Linked DNA regions of Anas platyrhynchos: region 2 is linked to region 1. A link is a contact called in public Hi-C data. All regions are on one chromosome and are shown on one strand. The core of a region is the stretch at or near the end of the contact, and the rest is flanking DNA. Distances in the headings are between cores, read along the strand shown. Region 1 holds the start of TNIP3 (TNFAIP3 interacting protein 3). Region 2 overlaps TNIP3 (TNFAIP3 interacting protein 3).

Region 1 (3,866 bases), core at 614-3,113:
CATCTGAGGGATTCTCTCAAAGAAAGAAGGGATGGTCCCTTAAAAATTAAAAACAAATAAAGGTGAGTCCTATGGATCATAGCTTGAGCACGTAAGACTCAACTGCTTGCATTGCTTGGGACGTCCTTTGGAACCTGACATTTAGCCCAGGGATGAGGTGAACTGAACACTTTCTGCAGCAATTAACTAACTACAGTGCACTGCCTGCCAGGCAATAAGCAATGTAAGTCATTATACCTGATATAATTGTGCCTTTTTGGGGCAGGAGACTGACTAGGTCCGTGAATGTACCTCTGTGCTGCTCAGCTGTTCTGCTCATGTTCAGCATGCCATCTGCTTCAATTTTCATAGCATAGAAACAATTGGGCACTGAAATGTAACTGCTACTTGAGCTCTCTGACTTGCTCTGTATTAATACACATCTCTCAAGTGGTATATAATTTTCTAGATATGGGAATCTGGGGTGGAGTGGGGGAACACAGGGAGGGGGAGTAATTTTTGTCCAGCACAGTAGCTTTGCATTCATACTTTGTTCATACAGTACTCGACAGAAAGGGTCTTAAGCAATTACTGGAAATGGGGATCCTATCGTGCCATCATATCTGAAGATAATGGGTATTTGAAAGACATCTGTGACACTCAGGGATAGGTGTGAATGTTAAAAGATGGGTATAAAACTTAATGAAGAATATAAAACACGACATCTTTCCTAGTATTAATGGGGAACCGTGGCAGATCTGGTGATTGATTTTGTCCCTCTTTCTATATTAGGAGTCTGAAAACAGGGACAATGCATCTTCTGCTGACTCTTATGTAAAACTTACCTTGTTGCACATTTTTGAGACAGTTCATTGAAAGATGATGCCTAAGTTGCAGTGCTTTTCCCATTGATCAATGTTTGCTTGGTTCATTCACTATTCAAATTATTGCCTAGATGGTTAATAGGCCACAACTTAAAGTACAGAGTTACACAAGTAAACATGCTTCTGTCCACATTTTGTCTTTTATTTTCGCGTGTTTTCAAAGCTGTCCATAGCATTCTCCGTGGGAAAGAGGAAGGCTATTTTAGCTAGCAATGGTAGGGGAGGGTGTTTGAGGAAGATTTTGGCTGATGCATCTCTAGTGACACCTTGTGGGATGTTTTACAGAATCTTCTGTAACTTTTTTTTTTTTTTTTTTTTTTTTTTTTTTTTTTTTTGAGGAATAAACAAACTGAAAGGCTTATTTAACAAGAAGTTGTCCAAATACTCCACATGAGATATGTTTAAATTTCTGCACCAGTTTAGAGGTTTTGCCTTTTTGGTTTGTTTTGGGTTTGCTTGTTTGTTTTTCTCTTCCGGGACTGTCATTGTAACTTGTAGTTAGTAGGATAAAATAAATACACAACCAAGATGCTATGTGGCAGCTACAGACAGCAGAGAACTGAAAGATGATACTTGGTTTGTCAGATTTTCATGGTGACTGCTGGATTTTCATTCAGTACATTTTCTGGAATTGCTACTTTATAAGCCAGATGTTCAGGTTTAAAACTGAGGTTTCAGAACTGATGCAGCAAATTAATTGAATTAATCTTTCCTTGGAATAGTACATTTGTTTCTCTGTTTTTAAAATTGATATTATATACAGTACTCTTTACAAAACACCTGGAAACAATTACTGTTCTTACTGAATTCTCTGTTTACATAATCAGACCCCCCCCCAGTGCTGCATTCTGGAACAAAAAGTACCAAAACAGTTAGCTGATCTTTTGCAAACAGCAGTTAAAGTGGAATCTCTGTAAACAGAATATTGGCTCTTGATTTTTGTCAGACCATTTTTTTTTTCTTAGGGTGAACAGATGAAGTCAATTGAAACAACATCCCCTTGTAGACTCAGCTAGTAATTAATTCAACAGGACTTCAAATTAGGCTGATTTAATGAAGTATTAGACTTCTGATGAAGTATTCTCAGCAAAAGGAGGTAGAGATAATGCACTTGAAATAGGTAGGTCCTGTGGACTATAACTGATATTCTAGCTTCATTTTTTCTTGAAACATCAAACCCATTACAGACCAGCACAAACACACGCAAAAGGCATATATATCATTGTTCAAAGCACTTTGGCATGCTTTCTCAACTATTTCTTTATATATATATATATTTTTTTTTTCATGTTTTACAGTAAGCCAGGTAAGATGGTAACTGCCTTTCACTTGTTTAGCTTTGAAATCTAGAAACATGGCAGACTTAAAAGTCTATTACAGTTTCACCTTCCATGGCTATGTGCCACTAAAGTTGTTCCTAGAACCTGAGAACTTGCAGTGAACTTTAATCTGTAAGAGAGAGATAAGCTAAAGGTCGCATTTTTTTCCTCAGAAAGACATGAGTGCCATGAAAAATAAGAGTTGGGTGCTTGTTTCTGCTCCAGTGAACTCAACAGTGACCTTTAACTTTCAGTTTAGTGGCTTCAGGACTATCCTTTAGATGCAGGACAGCTGCGAGGTAGAGGAGAGGGCTGAAGAAGGCCATTCCCAAAGCTGCTGGTGTGCATAGGTGAGGAGGTGAACTGGGGCAGTGGAGAAAACAAGGTAAGTGGCAAAACTAGCTGTCGTTTCTTTTGCATGCAAATGTTTGAGAAAAAGAACGTTTTGCTGAGTGAAGTCACTGCTGCATGCCAGAAATAGCAGCCCCATGTGCATGTGACATACCTGCTTAACACAAACACAAAAATCTATTATAGGCCCTTCTTTAAAATAAAAATAATTGTTAGTAAAGAATAAGATTTGATTATGATCATAAAACAATGAGAGAAATAGCAGATTCATTGTTTTTATTCAGTGGTTTTATTGAATATGCCTTTGGAATTTCTGCTTCTCTTGCTTCTCTCTTGCATAGGCAGCATTTTGTTTGTTCTTTGCTGTTATTTCTGGACAATTTGGTGCCAAGTTATTTTTCTAATCTTCACAGTCAATGTGTCTACTTCTGTGATTACAGGACGTAGCTTTGTTATATAAAATGCAATTGGCTGGGCTGACAGAAAGGTGAGTATCTGGTTCCTAGTTAATACCAGGAAAAACATACCTGGCCTATATAAAATGGGTTCAATTTAATTATTTTTATCCACTATTTTCTTAATAAATGCTAATAACTTCTGTGAAGGAAATATATTTCATAATAAATTTCCCTTTCCTGCAGTGTTTTAAGGTTAACTTGCATGTTTTCTTCAGTACAATTCTGAAAACTGCTGCAAACTCTGGAGACACAAACCTCAACCTGAACCCTCTAGCTATTTGTCTTACATGCTAAGTATACCAAAAATATTTTAAATGCCTGTTGGTGATGCTAAATAAAGGCATGGGAAAATACCAAAATAGGAGGATTGAAGAACAGCAGAATTCCCTTTACTTGAATCAATATGTATCTTTACTGTGTTAACTAACCCAACTGATCTAAAAAATGCAAGTTGCAAAATTATGCTGTTTTCTGTCATGAATGGTGTATTTTATATTTAGATGTTAAACAAATATACTCAGGCTCCTTCTAGTGGATGTATATCTGTGTGTATCTGGTATTTGGTCAGTTCAGTTTGCTGGTTTGATTATGAGTTTTCCCCACAAGATCTGTCATTTGGTTAGGCGCTGTGGGAGAGAACTGTCCTGGGAGCTCTGATCCCAGAGCAGATTGCCAATGAGTGTGGGTGATTTCTCTTTCTATTTTTTTTTTTTCCTTTTTTTACATGTACACTTAGTTATAGATGAATTTTGAAACTAGTTGCAATAGTTTTCCAGAAGTGAAATAGTAATATTAGCCTGGAGAAGAACAAGCAAGTAGAGGCTATGCTAGGAAAGCACTCTGAAGCAGGTAGACAACTGGGAATGTGAAGCGAG
Region 2 (4,021 bases), core at 710-3,209, 55 kb after region 1:
CGTCAGATCCAAAAAAACCTTGCAAAAATCAGCTGCAACAGGCAGGTAGTGAAAATTTATAGAGCCCTGTGTTTACTTCTTTTTTCTTTCCCTGAGGTATTAATGTTTCTTTATTTCTCCTGTGTAGTCATAATACTGCTGCCAGCAAAAAAAAAAAAAAAAAAAAAAAAAAAAGAAAAAGAAAAGCTGTGTCTATGCTAGGGGCAGAGCATGAGACACAGCAACCAAATTCTTTGACAGTAGATTGTCAGCAGGCTTTAGTGACCAACTGAAAGGACTCCTGAAAGCTTTGGTGATAGTTCCCACTCCAGTGTGCTTTTGCTGTTATAGAATAATAGAACCATTAAGGTTGGGAAAGACCTCTAAGACCATCTAATCCAACCTTATCTGTCATTGAAAGTGCCACCGACCTTCAGCTTCATACCAGGTGGATGCCTGCCCATTAGTTGAAGAACTATGGGTTTCTTTCCACAGTGTTTCAGCCAAGGTGTAAACTTCTTGACTGTCCTGACTAGTTCAAGTTTTCTAGTCATAAGTATATCACGATGGCTCTAAATACTGTCACTTACTCTTCACAGATTAATCCTTTGGGCTACACTCTTGTTAGAGAGTTAGAGCAGCAGAAAAGGTAAATCTGCAGGCAACTGCAAAGGCATAAAGCAAGGTAGGCTCAAGGCTAAGCTTGTCATGTGGTATTCAGTGGGCTATGAAAAAGGCAGGATGTTCTTTGATCACAGTTGCTCATCGTTAGGTTGGATAAAATGATAATCTTCTGTCAGACAGTGTGATAGACGTCATTTTTTTGTGCTGTGTGAGCACCTCCGGTCTCCACCAGAATGCTAACTGCTTGCATCTGAGATACTGGAGAGATTAAAAGATGTTTGCAATTGAAAACTGGAAAAAAAAAATCATAAAATGTTTGCCCTACTACTGTTTATCCCTTAAAAAGATCCACGTCTTTAGTATTTTGTATCTTATTTATAATTGTTAAAATGGATATTCCCCAGTAAGCCTTTTAATTATGACTATCTACAAACAGTGAAGCTGTGGACTGTTTCAGTTGATGTGCCACTGTGGAATTGTCATTTTGTATTGTTCATTTAAAAAAAAAAAAAAAAAAAAAGAAAAATAGCGAGGGAAAATCTTTTGGTTGCAGGACTGTAAAGAGGGATCCTTTTGGAATGCATCCCACTGCTTGGCCATTGTTTAAAAAGCAACCATATAACAAAGTGGATTAAAATTTCTGTTGTGGCTCTGCTGAAATTCACATAGTCATAATGATTGCAGGTACAAATATATGAAGAAGACTTCAGAAAGGAGCGATCTGACAGAGAAAGACTTAATGAGGAGAAAGAAGCATTGCAGAAGATTAACGAGAGATTACAGTCTCAACTGAATAAACTAAACTCTCAGGTATGAGTCAAAAGAAAGTCACTATTGCCAGCACATGTGTATTTTATTTTTATTTTCTCACTCTCCACACAATCCAAGGCTTTCTGGCTTCCATTAATTGACATTGGATTTTATGTGAGGTCACCACCTGGGATGAAATCATTCTGAAGTAATGCAGTAAGAAGATGAGAAATGATTAGAGACAACTTCCAAATTAAGTAGATGAAGGGAGTGTTTATTGCAAGAACTCTTCAAACATATCTTAAAATACAAGGGGGGAATCAAAAACAAATCCAGAGGACTCTTGATTGTTTCACTGGCACTTGATATGAGAGTTGTAACATCAAACCAGCTTTTGAAATAAAAAGCGTCTGTAATGAATCCTGACCTCTGCTATGGAATTACAGAGCAATATTAATATCACTGAGGAAAAAAAAAGTCTCCATCCAAATTAGCTGAGCAGCCTCTGGAATAATTTCTTGTTGCAACATCCTTTTTATCTCTTCAGAGTAGTGTCAGTATTCTGTTCACAGACATTCAGGAAGCCAAAGCAAAGTCATGGCATGCAAAATTTTGAGCTTTCTCAACTCCCTTTAAAAGTTATGAAATTTTGAGGTTTCCTGTCTTGACAGAGTTGTGCAATGTTTTAAAAGAATGGCTGATTACCAAAATGTTCTGTGATGATTTATTGTTCTCCCCAACTTTGTTTTGAAACAGAAACTGCGGTATTGCCTTATTTTCAGCCAAGCCATTCATCAATACTAGTAAGATCTTGCAATAGAGTGAGAGACAAGGTGCTGTCCAGTGTTCCTCACTGCCACCAGCTTCAGTTGTAGAGGAGCACAGGTTGGGCATCTTGACTGATGCTAGGGCACTGCTGCAGTTGGGCCTGAGGCTAACCTGTGCTTTTGTAGGTGCTTGGAAGCATTCCATGCAGGTGTAAAAAACAAACAAACAAAATGGCAGTGCCAGAGTGAATGCTGTGATTTGCCATTCAGGGCATCCCAGGCATGCAGAAATACCTCGGACAAATCTGCTATTTTGCATGCAATAACTTTTAGTTATCTTTCCCCTACCCACTAGCCCACTCCTGGTTGGTTCAATAAGGTGTGTCTGTGTGTAGGACACATCTGTAGATGTCTTTGTACTCCAAGACATCTTCTATATATTTTTGCTTCATCTAGAGACCATAGAAACCTAAACTTCTTGTATGGCCCTGACTGGTCAGTCAGTGGATGCTGTGAGAACCTCTCACAGCAGTGACAGTGAGCAGAGGGACTATAAATGGGGCTAACAGGCCTCTCCCACTCCTCCCCAGCCCCTCTGGACCAGGACCAGTGATTTATCTGCAGTGCATGCATACTGTGCGCCCTACAGGTGGTACAAGCTCTGTGTGATATGCCCCTGCATTGCAGTGACATTGCAGCTTTGGATGTGATTTTTAAGGGTTTGATTTATCAGGGTGAATATTTCATTTATTTTCAGATTAAGACCTGTGTGAAGGGAAAGGAAAAACTAGAAAAGCAGTTGCAGCAGCAGGTATGTTTCTGTTTACCTGTGTCTTGTTGTTGGATGTAAATGAAATGCTGGCCCTTGGGAGCAGTGAGGAACTATCTCAATTTCTTACGCTCCTGGTCGCTGCCTCTGCTTGTCAGCCACCAAAGCCAGTGGCATTAGATGTGACAGGAGGGGCTGAAGGGTTCAAGCTCTTTATGTTGGGAGAACGAGCACCTCCTTTCTTCCTCCTCTTACCCTCTTGGGAGGGAGGAAGGAGGGCACTTAATCTCACAACATAGAGATCTTGAACCCTTGCCAGAGGATTGGTGCTGTACATAACTGGCTATCATCTGCAGGACAGATGCTGGGACTTGCAGGTGTATTCTAGTTGACACAGGAGATGGAAACTAGTGGAGTAGTACCTGAGGCTCACCTATATACAGAGGATCAGTACCAGGCTTTAAGCTATCCTGTGTGTGTGTTCAGCTTCAGCTGCTGACCCAAATCTATTCCATGAGTTATCTGTGGCTATGGATGGATGAGAGAGACCAGTACAGTGTGAATTTGCAGTGCCTCAGATGTTCCACAGTATTTGGCCCTGCTCAATTCCTCCTTTTTCATTTAGCCTTTATCACAGGGAATTTCTGAGGCACTGGTACACACACAGGCAGCCGCTGCTGAGTAGTTGTGGCACTGGCAGCCTACACTTGGGAGCATCTTGTTTGTCTCTTCCTGCTTTGGGATGTGATTAAACAAGCTTATGAAGTACTTTAAATACAAGAGGAGCCATGCAGTGTATTTACTAGTTTATTTTCTTAAGTCAAATTATTTAGTTCTGACTCATCTTTCATTCCTCCTTGTTCTGTCCTTAGGCAAATTCCCATTAATTCTACTGGGATGCAGAAAGCCTAAGAAAAGGCACAACCGAATCTCAAGACCATAGACTTTGGTCCTTTACCAATATTATTTATTTTTCTTGTTATGCAAATGCCTGTCCACATGTAGGTCTGCTTCAAACCATTGAATGTTACTAATGTGTAATGAAGATCTCTTGAATATGGAAAGCATGCAGAAATATGCTTGCCACATATTGAAAAAAGATATTTTCTAACATAAAAGGTGTCAAGAATCT

The links. A called contact is a pair of places that touch in the nucleus more often than the background predicts.
Region 2: a Hi-C map of F1 follicle shows a contact between it and region 1, with 1.9 times the contacts expected there. The contact joins the enhancer-like site here to the promoter of TNIP3 in region 1. A contact is called at or near these places in 4 of 8 Hi-C or Micro-C datasets (F1 follicle, liver, skeletal muscle and 1 more).

The regions. Positions count from the first base shown.
Region 1 is chr4:46,848,586-46,852,451 of IASCAAS_PekinDuck_T2T, forward strand. It overlaps TNIP3 (TNFAIP3 interacting protein 3), which reads left to right and starts at 1,864. Exons shown (of 15, transcript XM_072037485.1): 1 at 1,864-1,983; 2 at 2,437-2,567.
Region 2 is chr4:46,903,917-46,907,937 of IASCAAS_PekinDuck_T2T, forward strand. It overlaps TNIP3 (TNFAIP3 interacting protein 3), which reads left to right. Exons shown (of 15, transcript XM_072037485.1): 11 at 1,288-1,413; 12 at 2,878-2,931. Among named protein-coding and RNA genes, the nearest start is that of NDNF, 33 kb to the right of the region's middle. Within about 2 kb of position 1,960, at least 1 of the 8 cell types and tissues checked has an H3K27ac peak or open chromatin away from gene starts, as enhancers often do.